2 separate regions of the Triticum aestivum genome follow, and region 2 is linked to region 1. The links are chromatin contacts, called in public Hi-C maps. All regions are on one chromosome and are shown on one strand. The core of a region is the stretch at or near the end of the contact, and the rest is flanking DNA. Distances in the headings are between cores, read along the strand shown.

Region 1 (4,269 bases), core at 1,019-3,518:
TTTGGTCAGCTTATGGACATAAAAAAAAGCACTTACAATGATGCAAGTTTGGTCAGGTTATCAAGAGAATGCGGGATTGATCCCTTCAACGTATTGCTGGATAAGTCCCTGGATAAAATAAACATATTTCAGAAATAGGAAGTAATATCTAAATTACTTAAACAGGGAAAGTGAATTTATCTACATTTCAATACATATAATTTGTGTTCAAGCCTTCTTGTATGACCCATAGCAGATGTAGTGACATTAGTCTAGCATGAGGTATTTATCTGATGCGAAATTAATAATCAAATTTAATAAATAAGCTAAAACTACACAGAGGACTCACAATGTCTCGAGCTCAACCAGATCACCAAATTCCGAAGGGATATATCCACTTATATAATTTCCTTGTAGATATCTGCAAGTCATTTCACAACAGACGAAAAAAGAGCCTGATTTCACAGAAGAAATAAAAGCAAAAATTACATGCTAGAAGTTCTCTGGCACAGATACAAGAAGCTTGTGACCAAAACAGTAAATGACTGGCTATCCTCATGATCATTAATTATCAGTTGCAGCATCCAACATCCATTCGATGGAAGAAAAAAACATATGTAGCAATCAGAATTACTATAAAACTTACAGTTGTTGCAACTTGGTACAATTTCCTAGCTCGGGAGGGAGTGAACCATACAAACTGTTCCCCTGTAGTGATCTAATGACATAAAATCACATTTATATCAAAGACCAAGTTCTTTAATATACAAGGCGGGAAGTAGTTAAGAAATGCAAAAAGGAGAAGGTGAACACACTTACAAAGTCTGAAGCTGATTTAGCCTTCCAACTTCTGGTGGTATGGGCCCGACTAACTTGTGATATGGGAGAATCCTAAATGGAAGGCAGTGAGTGACCTTATGGCAATGCAACACAAAATACTGAATATGAATTGAAACTAGGAAATGATGTCCACAATATGAACACCAAATAACTGAAGGAAAACAGTGAGTGGATAGGTTAAGAAGTTGAGCAAATGACACCAAGCAGAGTTAATATACAGAGTGGTTTCTTGTTTCTTACAGATAAATCACTCTCTTGCTGTGACCATCGCATTTAACACCCTTCCAGTTGCAGGGATCCGCGTCTTGTTCGTGCCAATTTAGAAAGATCCCATCTGAATTTGTGATTGCCTTCTTAAAGGCGAGAAGTGCTTCACCTGTATGAAATAGTTCGTGCAAGATCAGTATTGGATAAGCAGGAAAAACAAATCAAATGGTCCGTGAGCAGCCACAACCATCATCACATACCATCTGAACTTAGCGCTCTTGCTGCACGGGCCCCAAAGTGCAGGATGATCAGAATAAAGAGGAAACTGGGCTGATTTCTGAGAAAATAGCCCATTTGTCACCACCTGGTGGAGCATACAAGGGTGACTAGAGCATATTCCAGAGGTCATGAATGAGGAAATACGGTATGCATCTTTACAATCGGAGAGAACCCAACCAACCAACCCTGCAATGGTGAAAAGCAAAACAAATCAACAATCATATAGGAGTAGTAACAAACTAAAGACGCGCTCAGAGAAATCTTAAGCCTTGAACGGCGGAGAAAAAATAGCAGATCAAATGCGGTATTTTTCGAGATAACGGCGTCCGGGGCTTTCGCACGAAATTGGCGGCCATGATATGGGAGCTAACTTTTTTTCGAGATGGTATGGGAACTAACTGAAGCAACATTTTCAGCCTTTTTATGCAAAAAATAATCCTTTCAGGCTAACTGAACTAGTTGCCTTCAAGCATCTGATTTCGAGATTCCCCAAATCCAAGAAAATAAATCTACAGGGCGGAAGCATTAGGCAGGCTCGTTTCTCAAATCGGGAACCAGTAGCGGATCTAGATGGCGTGAGCGGCACGCCCAGAGCAGAAATCCTGGAGCTCGGTGGGGTTTAGCTAAGAGCATCACTGGATGGGAATGAGCCCATACCTCAAACCCTCAGCGGGGCGGAGACAGCAGGAGCGCGATCTTGCGGCGAGGAGGACGGCGGCGACGCTAGGCTGCTACGGCGCGGCGGCGGGCGGTAGAGCCGCGTTGGGTTGGGATTGGTAGGTCGGGACTCGAGGAAGAAGAGGAGCTCGGGGAACAGAGGTACCGACGATTAGCGGTGGGGGAGACGGAGGATGTGAGCTGGGGAGTGGGAAGAAGCGGCACTGGATGTGGTGTGGTGTGGTGTGGTCACTGTGGTGGTGGTGAGCAGAGCTGAGAGCACTGAGCACTGGGCAGAGTGAGGGGGGAGGGTAAATGGGTCCGAGGAGATTAGGCAGACGGTGGCGCCGTGGCGCCGTGGCGGTGGGTGTGGGAGTGGGGCTGGAGCGGGAGCGAGTAGTCGTAGCAGTGAGCGTGAGAGAGTGCGGTTTTGTCCGCGCACGGCGTCAGCGACGGCGGCACACCACACGGGACGAACAGCTAATCGCTCAGTTACCAGATTGCCTTGCATGATATACGGAATTTGTCTGATTAGATTTATTGATTTTATATATTGTTATTAAAGAAAAATCTTGTGCTTAGAGCAAGTTCGTTGTCCGTATTGCTGTTTAGCAGTTATCATTGGGTTAAGGTGTTTGTACTTATACCCCAGAAAATGGGCTTGTATTATGGCACGCAAAGTGACAACGACATCTCTCTCTTCACTTGCACGAGAAAAGCGGCGGATTCTTTGCTGCGGAGAGGGCTCTTTTTTTGAAAAAAATCCAAAACAAACCTTAAACTTGTAGACGAAAGATAAATCGAATCCTGAACTCCCAATCCCTGAAATCAACACACCGAATTCATTGATTCTGGACTATTTTGAACCTTGGGAGCGGTTCGCTGGTATTCGCTGATGTGACAAGTCAACCCCTGGGATCGTTGACTAAGTCATGTGTCCCTCTTCGTTTTGATCGATGCATGGAGAAAATGTTATTGCATTCAACAACATCAAAAATCGCTACAGTACCTCTCAGTTTCAAAAACCATTCAAAGTTTAAAAAATGTGCACTACAGTACCTCCTAGGTTTTCAAAAATAGTTCGACACTTTCAACAAATGTTGGAATTCAAAAAATATTCTTGTTTTAAATAAATGCTCACGAATTTGAAAAAATATTTGCATCTTAAAAATTGTTAGCTACAGTGCCTCCCAGTTTCAAAAAATGCTCAAAGTTCGAAAAATGTTTGTGTTTAAAAATATGTTCACTAGAGTACCTCCTAGGTTTTCAAAATTGTTCGTGTTTCCAAAAAGTTTCAACTTAGAAAAATATTCGTGTTTTAAAGAAATGCTCACAAATTTGGAAAAAAATTGCGTTTTAGAAAGTTGTTCGCTGGAGTACCTCCCAATATTTTTAAAAAATAAAAGTTCGAAAAATGTTTGTGTTTCAAAAAATGTTCGCTGCAATACCACATGGGTTTCTAAAAATTGTTCGTGTTTTCAAAAAATATTCGTATTTTAAAGAAATGCTCGTAAATTCAAAAAAATCTAGTCTATCTAATATCTTTTGTACTGTTTTTGCTACAGCTTTTTAACCGTTTGTCGAAACGAGGGTGTGATACGCCGTTGGAAAGGTATGGACGAGGCGCAACTTCCATATGTACAAATGTTTTTAAGAGTCCTTATGGTTTTGAATTAATTTTGAAAATGATGTGGCGGACGAGGAGTGACAGTGGCCGTTTTTTCGCGAATTTTTACAAATTGCTTGCCGGGATGATTCAAATGATACACCGTTGGAAAGATATCGACGAGACACAACTTTTTCATGTAGAACACTCTCTCTAAATCCTTATGGTTTTAGAGCGATTTTAAAATTACTGAAATGCGGACATTATTTTTTCGCGACACCCAAATCGATGAGTGAACTTCGTCCGACAGAAAACCGCACTGCTTTAGACTGAAAATCGCACTGAAGCAAACCGGCAACTGAACTTCATGGTTTTTTTGTCGGACGTAAATTTTACAAAAACAAGTTTTGTTGTCTTTTTTTCAACATTTTTTATGAACGAGAGTGGACAGTAGAGACGGGGTCAAGTGAACGTCGACATATATCTAAGTCAACCGCATTACTATTTTCTTGTTTCGCTAAATTTTTTGCACTTTCATATTGGGCACAAGTGAACAACATCACTCTTAAAAATGAGCCACATCCGAGAACCAAACGCGCTGCAAGTGTCGATGTAGTCAACTGAATTTGGAGACACGAAACAAATTGGACTTCATACAGAGGGGTAATGAGCTGCTACAACAAATGGAGTGAACTACTTTT
Region 2 (4,269 bases), core at 726-3,225, 320 kb after region 1:
TGTAAGCTCTTTGTGGTAGCCTACATGTAACACGCATCATCCAGCTACTGCTAAGATCAGTGACCAGACTAGTGCTAAAGTTTTGCATGAGCTCTTGGATTCCATGCTTCATCATTAGAACAAAATGTACAAAATTTAGTGCTAAAGTTCATGATTACTTAGGAGCTCTAGTGATCAGCTACTGCTAAGGGAGACAACGAGCAGCGATTGGCGGCATCGCCCTCCTCGTCGACCTTCCGTGCAGCAGCTTCTCACCTGACAGTGGCGGCGCAAGGGAGGAGCGGGCATACAGCTGCGCTCATCACGTGTGGCGGCGATCGTCACATACGGCGGAGCTATATTGGGATCGTTTGCAGGGAGGCAAGGTCATGTGGTTGTGAGCAGTTAATTTTCCTGTTCCTTCTGGATTATTGGAGGCATTGAATCGATCGGGTGAGAGAACCCAAAGCTGAGAATATTAGCCTAGTCGGAAATTACCAAGCTATCCTCAAGCTGAGCTTTTAGGCGAACCATATCAATCGTTGGATTAACTTAATACTACACCTAAAACTCAGTAGTACAATGTACCGTAAGTAATCTCTTATCTATCACAGGTAACAAACCGAAGGAAGGCATACTTTAGCTGCTCTTGTGGTATTATAAAGCTTCTGGAGATTCTGGTGGCACTCAAGTTCAGCTTCATCAACAAGCGAAGTGTCTTGATTATGGCGTGCGCTGAACGTCTTGCGAACCGCCTGCAACGTAAATGTAACTCTCTCAAGAGTGGAACAGGCAAAGAAGCATGGCATATGATGCTCGAACCATTCATTCTATTGGACCAAGTAAAATTAGGCTCAGCTGCCGAATAAGTGGGTATCCACAGTCAAACGTACAAGAAATGAGTAGGTCCAGATTAGTGTCAGAAACCTAAAGAATAGATATGCAACTCACTCCCTCCCTTCCAATGGCTGCTGTTCTGTTCTGTTCTCCCAATACAGTGGTCACTACCCATAACCTCAAAAATTCTCAAACTAACTCTGTGTGGAATTGAGTGGCGGAGCAATTGCCGGGGGAAGAACCCTATTTCTACTTCCGGGCGAAATTCCGGCGACCCGGTGATCAGCGGGAGGCTGAATTTGTGGAATTTGGGAAGGGAACCCGTACCTGTTGCTGCTTGGCGACGTGCTCCCGCAGCTTGCTGGCCTGCTTCTTGAGCGCCTCCATCCGCGCCGACCGATAGGATCGATCAAAAGCGAACGGCGCCTCTCCGGCGGTAGATAGGAATTGGGGGAATAATAGGAGAGCGGCTGGGGAAAGCGGAGCGACCCGCTGGTAGCACTCTCCTGCTACACGACGCGAAGCGAAGCGCTAGAAGGGGCCGGCGGCGGAGCGCAGTAGCGCGGCGCCGGTACAGCGGTAGGAGGGAGCAGCAGTAGAGCAACCGCCCCTCGCCTCTCCGCGGTTTGTTGGGTTGCTGTGGTGGCGGTGACGATGGTGGTGGTGGTGGTGGTGGTGGGGTTGGTGCGGAAGCGGAAGCGGGAGGCAGTAGCTGCTGCCGTGGTCGCTCTGGCGGTAAGGTAAGTAGCTGCCTGGCAACCGCAACCGAGGCGGCGGCGGCGGCGGGCACGGAGCGCGCCGGCCGACGACGGTGACGGCTGCCGACCAAACTGTAGAGCGAACCGCTAAGCTGGACCGTAGAAATGGCCAAATGAGAGTGTTCCGGTTTCCAGAGAAAGCGAGAACGCTGGGCGTGTGACGGAATTGATCCGGACCGTCGAGCCGAGCCGAGCCGCGCGTTAGTCCCACGCCATTGCGACCCGCTGGTAGCACTCTCCTGCTACACGACGCGAAGCGAAGCGCTAGAAGGGGCCGGCGGCGGAGCGCAGTAGCGCGGCGCCGGTACAGCGGTAGGAGGGAGCAGCAGTAGAGCAACCGCCCCTCGCCTCTCCGCGGTTTGTTGGGTTGCTGTGGTGGCGGTGACGATGATGGTGGTGGTGGTGGTGGTGGACTTGGTGCCGCACGTCTCGCCGAACACCCCCGCGAACGAGTCGAGTTCGAACGAGTTGAAGTTGGCTTAGCTCAACTCATATAAAAATTCGAGCGAGCTCAAACCGAGTGAAGCTCAAAGCCGAGCTGTAAAACATGACTCGTGCTCAGCTTATAACGATCTCGAGTTGATCTCAAGTTAGTTTCGAGCAAAATGAGAATCATAAATCTATGATGAATATCCCAACTAGAAAAGGGTCAACACGACATGAGAAAGCACTAAAAATTTATTACTCCAATCAAGATGATGATAATCTAAATTTCTTCAAAGTATTTTGACGTATTCTCTCATAACCGAAAGTTTAGTACCCAAATAATATAATGATTCGCGATAGACATATAATTGGGAAAAAATTATTGGCCCAAGACCTAAATATTTTTTGAAAGAAATAAGGCCTAAATCTTCTTTGCACTTAATTAAACTTTCATATTTGTTCGTAAAGAAACTAGAGAAAATCATGGACAAGGGCAACATATATGGTAATAAATTATCTTATTTCCAATTAATATATGGCATGATCATTCAACATAATGATATCATGTCGAGGCGTCGATCTATCGCGCTAAAATCGAGCAAGCTAGTATTGACTCGAGACCGGCTCGTTTCTTAGTCGAGTTACATAAAATGTCCAAACTTAGCTCGTTTATTTTCGAGTCAAGCTAAAATTCGAGTCGATTTTGAGCGGCTCGCGAGTCTCGAGCTTTTCTTGCAGCCATCTCACCGCGGCCCGCAGCTTATCTAATCTGCATCGGACAAAATCTTTGTATTTTGTTCTACTCGCCGGCCATCGTGCTCGTTTTTTGTTTAAGACGCCGGCCATTCCGCTGACGACACCACCAGGGATGAGATGGTGCTGGTGGCCGGCTTTTGACTGCTGCCAGGTGCCAGCCAAGCGCTCTTGTGCTCGGTCGCTCTCGCGTCGGCGTAGGCGCGTGGCTCTGCGAGGTCAAGCCTACCCCGTCATCTAATCTCATCTCACCAGTAAAATATTTGTGACCGTCGTGTCATCTCAACCGAGTGCTTCCTGAGGTAAGCTCTCAGAGTTGCTTAACTCGCCACGTTGCAACCCATCCCGGTCATGACAGACTCAGCAAAGCACTGGCCAAACAGAAAAATGATATGCTCAACTGTAAACAACGCGGCCCAGCAAAGTGTCGCCCTCAGCTGAGCTGGTTCAGATTGGCACCTGCGTGTGACCTGCATCCATCATCACAGCAAGCCAGGGGCAACCAAATGAAACTAGCATTAGAAGCACCAACCAGATAAGGGCAAGGGGAGGAAAGACCCCTGCCGGTGACATGCCAGCACATTTCTATCATGATGACTCGCATCTGCGTCGTCTTAATGGCGGTTCATACTACCTGATTAATGTCCAAATTCTGGCAATGTAAGAAATAACAATGTCAAGCTACACACAAAAGCGGTTTCACGGTCACCGGACATAAACCACATCAACACATCAACACATGAATGATGCAAGACTGCAGATAAATGTTGTCTGTCATAGACGACACCAAAGTTTTCACTTCACTCTTTGCGATTCGCCGAGAGCCCAAGACAAGCTTCCTTTCTCCAACAAGTTGGAAGATAAATCATGGAGGGAGGCCACCACAGGTCCGGCCATATTTTTCGCAACAGGAATACTTCACTTGTTCCCATCCTCAACACTTTGATTTTCAGCCGCACCTTTAGGTTTTTCTTCTCGAAACTTAATACGGTTCCTCTTTGCACTTCTGAGATTTTCTACCATCTCATGATCCCTGCAAAGATTTTGCACCTGTCACAAACTCTGAAAGTAGAACAGACAGAGGACACAGAGAATGACAAAAGGACGACGGCAAAAGCTACCTGCAATAGAACACAGTCCCACCCGCAGTCTCCCATATCCTCTGTATTTCACCTTCACCGCCATAGATTTTCCTACAATACAAGCACAAAGGGTCAACAAAACAAGATACATCAAAGCAGACAATATCAACACGAGCTATCCGGTACATAAATCACACCTTGGCAAGCACTTCCGATGAAATGCTTTGGGGCAGCGCCTGCATAGCACCAAGTCCATTTCCCACGTTCCCCTTCCCTTTGATTTTCCTCTTGTTTTATTACCCTCCGACGTTGCATGTTTTTTCCTGCACGTTTCTTTTCCCTTTGTTTTTCCTGTTGTTTTGTTACCCTTTGATGTTGCATGTTTTTTCTTGCACGAGTAGCATTCATGCATAGGGCATGAATCCCCTGGCAAA

What was found. Hi-C and Micro-C count contacts between places; a contact is called where the count stands out from the background.
Region 2: a contact with region 1 is called in a Hi-C map of leaf, with 5 times the contacts expected there. The contact joins the promoter of LOC123097953 here to the promoter of LOC123097952 in region 1. A contact is called at or near these places in 4 of 5 Hi-C or Micro-C datasets (leaf and an unstated tissue).

The regions. Positions count from the first base shown.
Region 1 is chr4D:365,513,953-365,518,221 of IWGSC CS RefSeq v2.1, forward strand. It overlaps LOC123097952 (LRR receptor-like serine/threonine-protein kinase FEI 1), which reads right to left and starts at 2,269. Exons shown (of 14, transcript XM_044519811.1): 1 at 1,963-2,269; 2 at 1,287-1,491; 3 at 1,060-1,195; 4 at 799-870; 5 at 626-697; 6 at 329-400; 7 at 37-108. The coding sequence starts at 1,380.
Region 2 is chr4D:365,832,068-365,836,336 of IWGSC CS RefSeq v2.1, forward strand. LOC123097953 (SH3 domain-containing protein 2) reads right to left here and starts at 1,976. Exons shown (of 10, transcript XM_044519812.1): 1 at 1,144-1,976; 2 at 618-734. The coding sequence starts at 1,203. It overlaps LOC123097954 (protein ENHANCED DOWNY MILDEW 2), which reads right to left. Exons shown (of 10, transcript XM_044519814.1): 8 at 4,033-4,269; 9 at 3,875-3,946; 10 at 3,254-3,786. The coding sequence ends at 3,672.